Regions from separate parts of the Zea mays genome. Here region 1 is linked to region 2. Evidence: chromatin contacts called from public Hi-C data. All regions are on one chromosome and are shown on one strand. Each heading gives the region's core, a stretch centred on a gene start, on an enhancer-like site or on the middle of the called end of the contact. The rest is flanking DNA. Distances are from core to core; before and after follow the strand shown. Region 1 has its middle 29 kb from the start of LOC109939563. Region 2 holds the start of LOC100286129.

What was found. A called contact is a pair of places that touch in the nucleus more often than the background predicts.
Region 1: a Hi-C map of leaf shows a contact between it and region 2, with 5 times the contacts expected there. The contact joins the enhancer-like site here to the promoter of LOC100286129 in region 2. A contact is called at or near these places in 7 of 25 Hi-C or Micro-C datasets (ear, leaf, seedling and 1 more).

Annotation. Positions count from the first base shown.
Region 1 is chr5:169,234,143-169,240,587 of Zm-B73-REFERENCE-NAM-5.0, reverse strand. No RefSeq gene overlaps it. Among protein-coding and RNA genes, the nearest start is that of LOC109939563, 29 kb to the right of the region's middle. Within about 2 kb of position 3,162, at least 18 of the 20 cell types and tissues checked have an H3K27ac peak or open chromatin away from gene starts, as enhancers often do. A contact at or near this core is called in ear, leaf, seedling and 1 more, where this site is marked.
Region 2 is chr5:168,983,716-168,989,862 of Zm-B73-REFERENCE-NAM-5.0, reverse strand. It overlaps LOC100286129, which reads left to right and starts at 3,507. Exons shown (of 9, transcript NM_001159017.2): 1 at 3,507-3,810; 2 at 5,276-5,322; 3 at 5,431-6,147. The coding sequence starts at 3,630. It overlaps LOC103628659 (putative 3,4-dihydroxy-2-butanone kinase), which reads right to left and starts at 2,187. Exons shown (of 2, transcript XM_035958899.1): 1 at 1,059-2,187; 2 at 1-170. The coding sequence starts at 2,187.

The DNA.
Region 1 (6,445 bases), core at 1,913-4,412, 250 kb before region 2:
TCTCAGCAGGTTCTTGCCGCCAGAAGCTGCTGCTGACTGCCAAACACCCAACTTTTCAGACAACTTTTGTAAGAATCACTTCGATGATAACCATCTAAAATTATGTGACAAAAAATCGGTCGAGTTGTCGCGAAAGTAGAAATCCGTCACTTTTTAGACCCTAAACCCTATTAACCTCTTCATCTCATTCCACACGTAATCCTCACGATACTCAGATTCTCTCCACAGCCGAATTCTCCCCTCAACCAGATTCTCAGAAAAGCTCGTCAGAAAAAAAAACCCGAAACAAATAGACCTATAGTGTCGTGTCTTATATTTTACACGACCTACGAAGACAATCCAAGTGTGCCAATGCCATAAGCAACCTTGTAGCCAAGTTGACAAATGGAAGGGATCACTAGTAACTGTAGCTAGCGCTCAACATGGCTCTTTGATGGCTCTCCTTACCTAGCCTGAACTTTTTTTCCGTGGTGCAGGTGAGGTCACAACCATACAGATTCAATGGAGGAGCATCGATTAAGCCGTTCAAACAGAAACAGCCCAGCCTACTCCATCTCCCCTGATGCTAAACCAACAACCAACTGATGTGCACTTGCCATGGACAGTGAGCACCATAGCATTAGCATCACATCAACTACTCCCCCACCAGCCAGACAGCCAGTCGCACTATTAAAATTATTTCTCCTAAAATGCAAATTAATGCTGGGCCAGGCGATCACTGTTAGTGTTTACTGGAGACTCTGGAGTACTCGCTTGCTACCACTATACTACAGAATCGAAATCATGACCTTCTCCCCAGTCCAGTTTTGTGCAGCGAGCCCGAAACAATTTTTTTGCGTTTGATGAATGGCTTTAAGAAAGCACGCAACCTTTTTCTCTGCGTCGTGAGAAGGGATGTCATGTCATGCTGGGCCATAGAGGGACCAGATAGCCGGCCTCGGGTGTCTAACCGTATTCTTTATATTTCTCTTTTTATATTTATACTTTATTATAGTATCAACGTCCTATATATATCGTCGTCTATAGACCAATAATCTATAATAGGAACATACTTTGGTATAGGTTTTCGTATACACGTATTTATCATACTCTTAAACATCTTATGCATATTTTAGTTTTATTTGATTCATTGTTTAAAGTATAAAAATAAATAGCGAAAAATGGAGTCTCTATAGAGAAATATCCTCTGTATTTAGCCTACTATGCAATGCCTGATACAATCCTTAGCCTAAATGTACTAACATACTTGTAAGCTTTATAAGTTACGAGCGACTACATCATTTACCAACTATATTTGATAGTTGACTAGAGGAGGGGTGGATAGACGGCACCTGAAATTTCAACACTTAAAAACAAACTAGATCCCAAATTAGTTGTTAGAGCGAGAGAGAGAAAAGAACCGGAGTAGGGAGAGTCAGAGAGGTTCTTCTTGCAACGTGTGCTCAATTGATTGCAGAATAAAATTAGGAGCGACACTTAATGATTTAAATAAAAAACCAAACAAGAGAACTTAGAGAGGGGGGAGAGAAGAACAACTCGCAAGCAAATGAAAACACAAACAGAAAGACAAGCGATTTGATTTACCGAAGTTCGGTTACAAAGAACCCACGTCTCTGTTGAGGTGTCCCTAAGGACGGGTCTCTTTCAATAATCTCAAATGGTTCCAACGATTAAGCTTGAGCCATCAGATCTTCTTATGTGAAAGACAAAGTCTATACAAAACACTCCACAACTTGGAGCCTCTTACCAGCCTTTACAATAATCGAACACCAACACAAGTGCACAAAACTGCAACAACACAAACACTCACGCAAGGTACTATCAAAATCCACTCTAGAATACACAATTCTCTCTAATGGCACATGGGAGGCTATTGGATCTCTATGAGGTGTTGCTCTAGCTTGTAGAGTTGAATCACAACTCTTGTTATAAGTCTTGGCCGGTTGAGTGGGTATTTATAGCCCAAAAGCCCTCAATTAGCCGTTAGGTGAGATTTCAAAAATTTGCACCTCCTCAGGTGCACCAGACCTCTTGTCAGCTTGCATAATAATGGAAAGCTACCATTTCAGGTGGCACCGGATTGGTCCGGTGCACCACCAGACCCCACGACGTCAACTGTCGCGTCATATAGCCATCAGAGTGCGAATTAGTCGTTGCCCTCGATGGGTCCGTACACACTGGACTGGTTCAGTATGCCTTCTGCTTCAGCTCTTCAAGAACAGATCGTTCTGTGTAAGTGGTTCGGTGCACCATGCCACGGAAGACCTGTTGAAGCCCTTTCTGCGTAAAGTGGTCGTGTGAACCACAGACTGGTCCGATGCACCAGGATACTCAAGCCGAAGTTTGCCTTCACTGTGCACTCGGTCCGGTCCCTCACTGGACTGGTCTAGTGCGTCGCAGACCTACTGGAATGAAGTCTTGTTCGGTTCGCGACAATGGTAACTAGTGCAAACAATCTATTCGACAAAATGTATGAGAGGCATGAATAGAGAAGAAGTGGTTGTGCTCCATATGGATGATGAAATATATAGGACGCTGCTGGAGATGATTAAGATATAGACGACGTGATTTTTAGATAATGCTATAAATAACGAGGAATAATCTTTAAGAGGATGAGATTTAGAGGACTTTGGTAAAGTGAACATGTTTGGTTGCATCTGGCTAAAATGTAGTCACTGCCACATCGAATGTTTGAATAATAATTATGTATATTAAATATAGTTTAATAAACTAATTACACGGATAAAAATTAAAAAACGAGACAAATTTATAAAACATAATTAAGCTTTTAATACTCGTAAAAGAACTGCAGTGCGAAGCAGTGGCAGAGCCAAGATTTCTCTAAGTGTAGAGCCCGATATAACACTAACAAGTATTTATATCAGCTAGAAAATCTTAAATCATGCAAATGCATAGATAATGACACATATGAATGGATTATAAGAATTCTCTCATTTTTTTAAGAATATATTTAGGTTCCTAGCAATTTTTCGGCTCAAGAGTAGGGCCCAAGCCCTAGTGGCCCCACACCTGTCTCCGCCACTGGTGCGAAGCTACTGTATGTCAGGTTGCACAAATTGGCCGTGACACGGCAGTGTGGAGCCCAGAAAAAGGAATCTGACACCACATCTCTCTTGCTGATGAAACTGTGTGTACTCTCTCTCTCTCCCCCATCACAGCATTACTGCTGTGCCTGTGCGTGAGCAGCATGGGGCATGCCGCAAGCAGGGGTGGGCCCCGCACAAACCTATCAGAATAAAGATCGAAGATGCCGCTGCTATCCAGTATCAACGACCTCGTTGTTGGTGTCGCACGCACTGTGTCATTTGCGCGGATTTTCTAGCATTATCTCTATCCGTCTCGTTTGATTGCCATCTTCCAGACTTTATTCCACCTATCCGACTTGGACAGACTTGTGTTGGACCAACAAGTTGCTTTAGAGATATCTAAAAAACACATCCAAAGCTACTTCTACGGAACATCTCCAACCATTCCTCCTGTATTCCTTTCTTTATGTATTTTTATTATATTTTATTATATCTCGCTAAAAGATAGGAGTACTCCTTATATATAGAACGTCTCTAATATTCACTCTATTCCAGCTCACCTATACACGGTAACTTAGTTATTTAAACTTTTTATTAGTCTTTAAGTTTTTATAAAAATCATAGACTATCTGTACTATGGTAATACACATTATTATCATGTTACAAAGCTAAAATATTAATATCACAAAGAAACAAATAAATAAGGATGTGGAAAAATTAGAACTCTCTCTATGAAGGAGGAGAGGTGTCTCTCTTCCCCGTATATGGGGCATCATGGGGAACTCGTTAGAGTGGTTGTTCCTTCTATAGTACACTGAAGATGGGGTGTGAGAGATATGAGCGACACCGTAGGAGATGGCCCCGACCTCTGTCTAGGTGTTAGGAAGGGAGTTGTATCCATCAATCTTTTTAAATTTTAATTAAACTTATAAAAAGTCTTGGCAATATTAATATTTTCATTTTATTTTGTAAAAAAATAGATACAACAACATATCTAATAATATCAATTATATACTATAGATATTAATATTCCATTTTATATATTTAGTTAGAGTTACATATTTTTACTTTTTGAGAAATGAGAATGGCATATTAAAAAAATAAATATAGATCTGTCAGCGATATTACTTAGTAATGACAGTACGTATATATGGATACTACTAGTTAATTGCACATGCATTAATGTGGTTTATATATATCATATAGATAGACCTTGCGTAAATGGGATGGTTATTGAAACACGATCCAAACTTATAGATTCTTTGGTCGCACTAAAGGGAGACAACTGGGGACTAAGACAGGGCCATCACATGCACCAACAATCGGTGCGCCTCTGGATCGAGCCAAACCAATGTCGAGCTAAGCGTACGACGATGTCGTCTTTGTTGGCACGAGCAGTGAGGTATGCGGTTTGGGGTGATACGACGTGAAGTTCTTTCTCTCACTTTTTTCACGCCAGATTAGAGACTATAGACGGTCAAATGGGTCGCGACCCAGCCAAAAATGATTCAAAGTAGGCTCGTGTCTCTGTGTCCTGAGAATCATGTCGTGTCTTAGTCACCTTCTCGATCCATAGTACCGACTGCTAGACACAATTTTATTTTTCTTAAATTATTTTATATACATATTTAACTAGTCAAAACTTATATCATTTAAGTAGTGTACGGGCACTGCTATTGTCTCACCGTGATTTGCTCCTAGGCCCGTCAAAGAACACTTGACATTTAAGTAGTGAATTAGTGAATCTAATTTCTTTCTAAAATTATATCATTCATTTTTATTCTAGTCAAAACTTATACTATAAAATTAAACTACCTTATAAACAACCACAATTTTAACTAAGTGTTGATATCCCTAATGTAAAGGAGTTGTGCAACCTAGATCCCAAGCCTATCCATTAGCCTAAAAACTAGGTTAGAAAGATAAAGCACACAACTAAGATAACACAATATATTTATAGAAGCTTACATGTGATAGAGATACAAACTCGCCTTGACACATCGGTATTTTATCGAGACATCAAGAAGCGTGCAAGCTTTAATCTAATCCTCGTTGGAGCCCTATGTAAGGGGATGTCCTTGCGAGAACTAAACTCCTGGTCAGGTAACTATATATATAGTCTCAGGTCTTCTCCATGCGCAAATAGTGCTATGGTTGTTGCCAGCTCCTCACCATCTCCACTATTGAACTTTTGGCTAAAATGCTACAAGTCTCGTTCCCCCTGGTACATGATGGATGCAACACCATAAACATAGTTTATGTGATCTCGTAAGACTTACAAGATTCACTCGGTATAACAGTTACAATGACGCCCACAAGCGTAAAGAGGTAAGATGTGTATCTAACCTCACTTCTAATCACTAGGCAGAACCTAAAGCAAGCTCTATTATTGGTAGCAGTCTATTTTTTTGCTACCTTTATAAAAAATCACTTAATCATGTGTCACTGACATTGCAATTTATAGGCCATTCAACCTATATAATAGTGCAAAAAAATAATTTTCCCGTGGAGGAGGGGGTCATGTCACTTGCTTGCTCCATTCTCCGGCCTCATTACTCTAGTATAGAATAAAAAATTAAGAATATAACTATCTACTAGAACTCTACTATATGTATATTCTCTCTATACATAGGCAACAATCAATCTTGGTCCAAACATCCAACATTTTTATTTTAGAAGTCATATTTTGTATTAATATCTAGAATTACTGTAAAAATAAGATGTACACATGGTTTTAATGTAGACAGATGTTGATAACGTCAATAAGAAACTTGTGTTAATTAAGATCGTTTTTCACATTGTATTGGAGTGTGGGGTTTTGCGAAATGAATACAGTAGTAGGTAGTGACTAATTCAGTGTATAATAAACACGACGAGTAAAATGTTGACTTCAATGAATCTCGGCTGGACCGTAACAGTAACACCAACCACTTGTGAGATATACGTTGTATATATACGTGTGCATGTGGTCCCAGCCACAATTAAGAGACGGTAACGTACACGAACGAGCTAGCACGGTGTCAAAAAACATGTATACCACGGTATAATCCAACACACCTAACCAAATCACCTTACCCTCGTAACCTCCACTAAATCCATCAAATAAATTACACCTATATTTAACATACAATCAAAACTTACAGTTAAAATCGCATGTATACCACGGTATAATCCAACACACCTAACCAAATCACCTTACCTTCGTAACCTCCACTAAATCCATCAAATAAATTACACCTATATTTAACATACAATCAAAACTTACAGTTAAAATCGCTAGATGATACATTCTCTCTTTCTAGTCACTGAACTTACAGTTACTATATGAGTATGCTGATCAGAAAGAACTTCGAAGGGATCTCAGCTGCTAAACGACGCTGAATACACCAATCACAAAA
Region 2 (6,147 bases), core at 2,258-4,757:
TTCAAATGCAGGTTTTGCTTCTTCAGCAACTTTATGCACAATAATTGTTCTAGCTGAACCTCTTCTACCTGCTATTCCTCTAGGTGGGGAAAAAACACAACCAGCTCCAGCAACGACCATCTCCATATTATAGCCTTCAGATTTTGCCTGCTTAAAACCCTCGTCGAGAGCTCCATTCTGACGCATTTCATTAAGAAGGGCATAGGCCTTGTCAACAGTTTTCTTCTTGATATACCCTTTCATCAACTTAAGGTAACTGGCCTCATTAGATGGGAATCCTTCATCAAGCCTCTCAGAGTATAACTTGAGTGCTTTATCTCTGCACCCTTTCTGACAGTACCCCAACATTAGGGTGTGGTATGTCACAATAGAAGGGTTGACCCCTGCTTCCGTCATCTTATCCCATAAGCTGACTGCCTCGCAGAGTTTGTGATGCTTGTAGAGCCAATGAATTAGACAACTGTAAGTGAAGAAATGTGGTACCCAAGTATCAACCATAAGTTCAAGTAAGTCAATGTCAACTTTCCACTGTTTGTTTCTCAAGAGGCCTCTGATCACCAAATTGAACTCATATGTGCATAGCTTATATATCTCATCTGTCATCCCCTCTTCTTCACAACCTTTGTTCATCACCCCATATGCCACATTGGACAGTGTCACACCATCACTGGCAACCACATCAAACAATTCTAATGTTTTCCCAACTTCTCCACTCAAATAGTACACGTGCATCAACATTCTCGCGAGAACCACATCCATCTTCTCCTTAGCCAGCATCATCTGATCCTTTAGATGCAATATCTCATCCATCCTTCCCACCTTCACAAGCACACCCACCATAGAATTGCATGTTAACTCCCACAGCTCGACCCATGCCTCCCTCATCTTTTCCAGTACCTGAAGTGCATGATCTGCATCATGTAGCCTGCCCAAACATGTGATTGTGGTGGCATAAACGTGTTCGTCGGGCTTGACCCAGGCGCCGGTCATTTCACCGAACACCCTGACAGCGTCACTATGCATCCCTCCCCTGACGCAGGGCCTCGTCACGACTTCACACATCTTTGCATCCGTGTAGCACCCCTTGGAACCAGTTACAGCTCGAACAATGGCTAAAATAGAATCAACAGGTAGAGAAGTGAAGACCTCTCTAGAGACAGCAGCGGTCAGCATTCCAGGACCAACAAATCCAGCATGGGCAGGTTCATGGCCACTTTGACCACCTGAGATGACTGCAACTTTGTCATAGGAACTGTGCTCGACCTCAACACGATGAACGACCTTAATCTGAGGGAACTCTTCGAGGTACTGCAGATCTGGGTAAATATCCACCAACCCATTGATGAACTCGGTCACCACATCTTCCACTAGAATAGGGATTCGGGTTGCATTCAAATCAGTAGCTGGTTGTTGATAAGGATCAGCGATTTGTTGGATAATTGGTCCAGTTGTCGCTCCGCTCGACGTAGTTACCAGAGGAATCGACATCGAGGAGCGTGCCACCACCGAAATGGAAAGAGGAACTCCGAGTGCCTTCCGCGCCACGTTGTTCGCCTGATTCCGGATGTTCGTTAGTGCTTCTGCCATCTCCACCCCCTTCGCTTCAATAACCAGACACCACTTCAGGGAGTCAATGTGGCGGCGGTGACGGCGACCCGCTTGCGCTCGCCTGCGCGATGGCGACAGGGGCGCCTGGACGGGGCACGGTTCGGTGCTACCTGTGTAGCGGCGACGGCCCGCGCACGCTCGCCTACGCGGCGGCGGCGACGGTCCGCGTGTGCCCGCGACGGCGGCAGGGGCGCTTGCTCGTCCGCACGGCTGGGGGCGACGGTGGCGCCCTCTCGTGCGTTCACTCGCGACGTGGCCCGCACCGGCGCGCCTGCTCGCGGCGGTGACAGCATGGTCTGTGCCCAGACACGTGCGTGTGGTGGTGAAGCTGGTATCATGCCGCGGATCTGAGGCCGGAGAAGGCATGGACGTTGCTGGCGTGTCGGAGACGGAGCCATCCTTCTCAATGGAGATGACGCGCGCCGATATGGCGTTCGCCACCAGATTCTGAACGGACTTTGGTGCTTCCATCATCCCCACCTCCTCCGCTTCGATTCCTGGCCTCCCCTTCTCGAAGTCGCTCTGATATGTCAGCAAACCCTTGAGCGTGATCTCCATCTTCTCCATAGCAGACTGCATCGAGTCCATACACCGATGAATCCCTCAATTTCCTTCCTCGATTTTCGCCATCAGCTGCGCCATCGGATCTTCGAGGCTCGGCCACGCCATAGTTCCAATTCTCGCCTGAAATTGGTTTGCGACGGTGTGGAAGAACCAGCTCTGATACCAAATGTTAACAACACCCTCTCACAAGACTCACCAGACACTCAGGAATCAGTTCTATGTTCTATCTTCCTTTCCAAGTTCATCGTTAGCCAAAAGCCAGGTTACAGACGAGCAGTTTTCCCTCTTTTATAGCTAACAAATATGTGGGCCCTATTACAGCCTATTGACACCAATATACTTCTTGTTGGGCTTAGTCTCTCGGCTACTCTTCTCAGCTTCCCTCTTTCAACAGCTTCAGAAGCCTGCTTCTCCTCGTCTTGCATGGCTTGGCTTCCGTAGAACATCCGGAGCTACCATCCTTAACTTTTGTATAGCACCTAGAGCTGCTGACATTTGTAACGCACCCACTGGGCCAGTCCGCCAAAGCCCACCATCACCAGCGTCGGGCGTTCATGCGCTCGCGCGCAGCCTATTCAGACAGGCACCTCGCTCTCAAAACCTAGGCTGAGAGAGGAGGGAGGCCCGCCCTTATAAGTGCAACACGGCCCCCTTGGCTAGGCGAGGTGGTACTAACCCAGGGCATGCATACCGGCCCCTTACATCCCACCCCCCTAAGAGGCCCAAAGCTCTCCCAGGCAGCAGCGGCAATGTGGGCTCCGATACCATTTGTAACGCACCCACTGGGCCAGTCCGCCAAAGCCCACCATCACCAGCGTCGGGCGTTCATGCGCTCGCGCGCAGCCTATTCAGACAGGCACCTCGCTCTCAAAACCTAGGCTGAGAGAGGAGGGAGGCCCGCCCTTATAAGTGCAACACGGCCCCCTTGGCTAGGCGAGGTGGTACTAACACAGGGCATGCATACCGGCCCCTTACAAGTTGGGAGTGGGACTCTTGTACAATTTACTTATGTTTATGTTGTACTAGTGACTTTCGCTGGATAAAGTCAAAATAACTATATTTTCTTAAGACACATTACTTTTATTTTTAAGATATTATTTTTTTAAAAAAATACCACATCATCCACGCGGACTTCGTTAACCGCATATCCTTTCTACTTCTGCCCTGAAATCCCATCTTCCTCCATATTGCATGAACGCAGTCCATAATATTTCCCAACACCACGTAACTGACGTCTGGGCCGCGCATTTTTTCTTCGCCCGTTATCATCCTACACGTGGGTTGGTCTACGTGAGCCCGGCCTTGCCTGCCCATCGCCACGCCAACCGGCGATCCTACCACGCATCGACCGTATTAACCCCACGCCACCCTGTCCCTTTCCCCGCGCCACCGCCCTCTCCGTCGCCGCCGTTCGACCGAGCGCCGCTCACCCACCCCACGAGCTCCCGCGCGGGTTCATGTCCATCTCTCCACACGAACGCACCGGAGGAGCCTATTACCCGCGCCCGCACAACCCTAGCCCTAGTCCCCAACATGGCAGCGACAGACGCCGCCACGGCCGCCGCTCCCCTCCGGCATCCGTCTCGCCACCCGGCGCCGCTGCGGAAGCTAGCGACGGCGGGGTCGGCTCGAGCTCCAGTGAGTTTTCCTTTCCACTCGTCCCCCTTCGCCCGTAGATCGATTGAACGATTCCCGATGGGGTTGGATCTGGTTGTTACTTTGAAAACTACCAGCTGCTGTGGTGCTGTTTGGATTACGTGCGTTGTTTGGCTAAGCACAAGCTTCGAAGGGATTTGTGCCCCCTAGCAAGTTTACAGCGTTCTCTTTGCGCATTAGGGACTGATATTTTCAGCCGCTTAAATCATGTGATTGCCTGATTGGCCATGGATTCTACTCCCTCCGTCCAAAAAGTGTGTCACTATGGGATTCGTGCTCGTGAAATATTAACACCATTTGTATTTTAATTAAGTGTATCATGAAAATATATTCAACGATTCATCTAATGATACTAATTATGCACCCTAACTATTAATATTTTCTTATATATATTTGGTTAAATTTGAAAGTGTTTGACTTATCGGAATGTGAGGATGGCACTCTTTCTAGGATGGATGGAGTAGGTGTTATGCTGAGCTGAGAATGATTTGATAGTCTGGGTGGTGCTAGATTTTGTGTGCATAAATGCTCGTGGGATTAGGCTTGGTCAAGCACGTCAGTTAAATGTAGTTTCTGAATGTTTTCTACTATTAGGTTTGATTAAATTTGGATGCAAAACATTTGCTGAGTTTCTGTTTATTGTGTTGGAGGGTGAAAGTATATGATAGATTCAGTCACCCAGGTGATAGTATTTTTCGTTTGGCTCAGTTCTATCCAGCCAAAAATACAGTAGCGATATAATTTAGATTTCATCGTAACCATTGTTTCTTCATGTATATGTGATGGCCACACACTGTTTTTAGTGTACAATATGGTCTTAATCTGCGTGCCTAACTCTATGTATGACAATGATTCAATACATTGCATCAAGAATAAGATTATCTAGGGCACATCTACATCTAGATGTTTAAATCTGACCATATTTTGTGTATCAGCGATAGTTGGCTGAAATTCATATTCAATGCTTATCTGATTCAAGATACATTTTTTTCATAAAAATGAATGTCTTATAGTTAGATCAGCAGTGACTTTTAATTGATAAGTTTTTTTTTACCCTACACTTGGTTCTTTTAGAGCTAGTGAAAAAATATGCTACTGAAGCTCTAGTGCTAGCATTTTGAACTTTAAACAATTAATTTTCATATGGACATCTCCCAGTGTAGTACTAATATTGGAAGTGCATATTCCAATGGCCATGGAGATACTCGCCTTTGATTTGCTTGTTAATTTTCAATTAAGTTGCTCTGTACATGCTGTTGTGTAGTTATACTCGTTATTTCACTTTAACTACCTGGTTGTTATTAAGATCTTAAGTCAGCTTTTCATTATCTGCTCGTTAGACTAGTTGTGTGCATAACTTCATGTTGCATTCTCATTGGTGATGCCACGCCATTTTTAGCCCTCCTGTTTTCAGAGTAATCTTTACAATGCAATTCATATTCTGCAGACCCAGTGGTTCCAGCTATTGGAGAATCTATTAATGCTCCCGAAAAGGTGAAGTGCTTGTGGAGCTTATTGCCATTTTCATCTTTTCTTTCCACATTAGTGTTAAAAACTCCGGTTTCAGCTCTTAACACGTTGATAAAATGCAATAACTTCCAGGTAGTTGGATTTATAATATCTGGGGAAGAGAATGATACATGTACACAAGAGGTTGGCAATGTTTCAGAATGCCACTCTTCAGAACAGGGGGATTCCGGTTTGCCTGTAGATAATTTTGGCTCAGTTGGGTCATATCCTGAGAGACCTAAAATGGTGGGATCCCTTCAGGCTGACCATTTGGCTTCAGGTTCTACTGGACTGGGTAATGGGACTCAGATAGCTGCCAGGAAGAATCAGACCGTGAATGCTAATCACCTACTGAATTTCCAGTATGATCCTATTTCTCGGCCACAGCCCAGAGGCCCTAGAACATATCTTCCGAGAAGACAAAGGAAGATAAAACCTTACAACAAGGATCTGTTCATCCAAGCAAACTATAAGTTTGTTGTATTGGATACTGGGAATTACCAGATTGATTCAATGGATCCTGATAAGATGCTTCAGTGGGAAGATATTATCTGTGTAAGATACTATAGCCCTTCTGAGGTACAATGCCCTATTTGCTTGGAAAGACCATTGTGCCCACAGATCACATCATGCGGACACATATATTGCTTTCCATGCATTTTACGTTATCTAATGATGGGCAAAGATGATTATAGAGGTGAGTGTTGGAAGAAGTGTCCTCTGTGTTTCATGATGATATCATCAAAGGATTTGTATACAATACAAATTACTCAAGTCCAGAATGTCCGTGCTGGTGACGTTGTCACATTT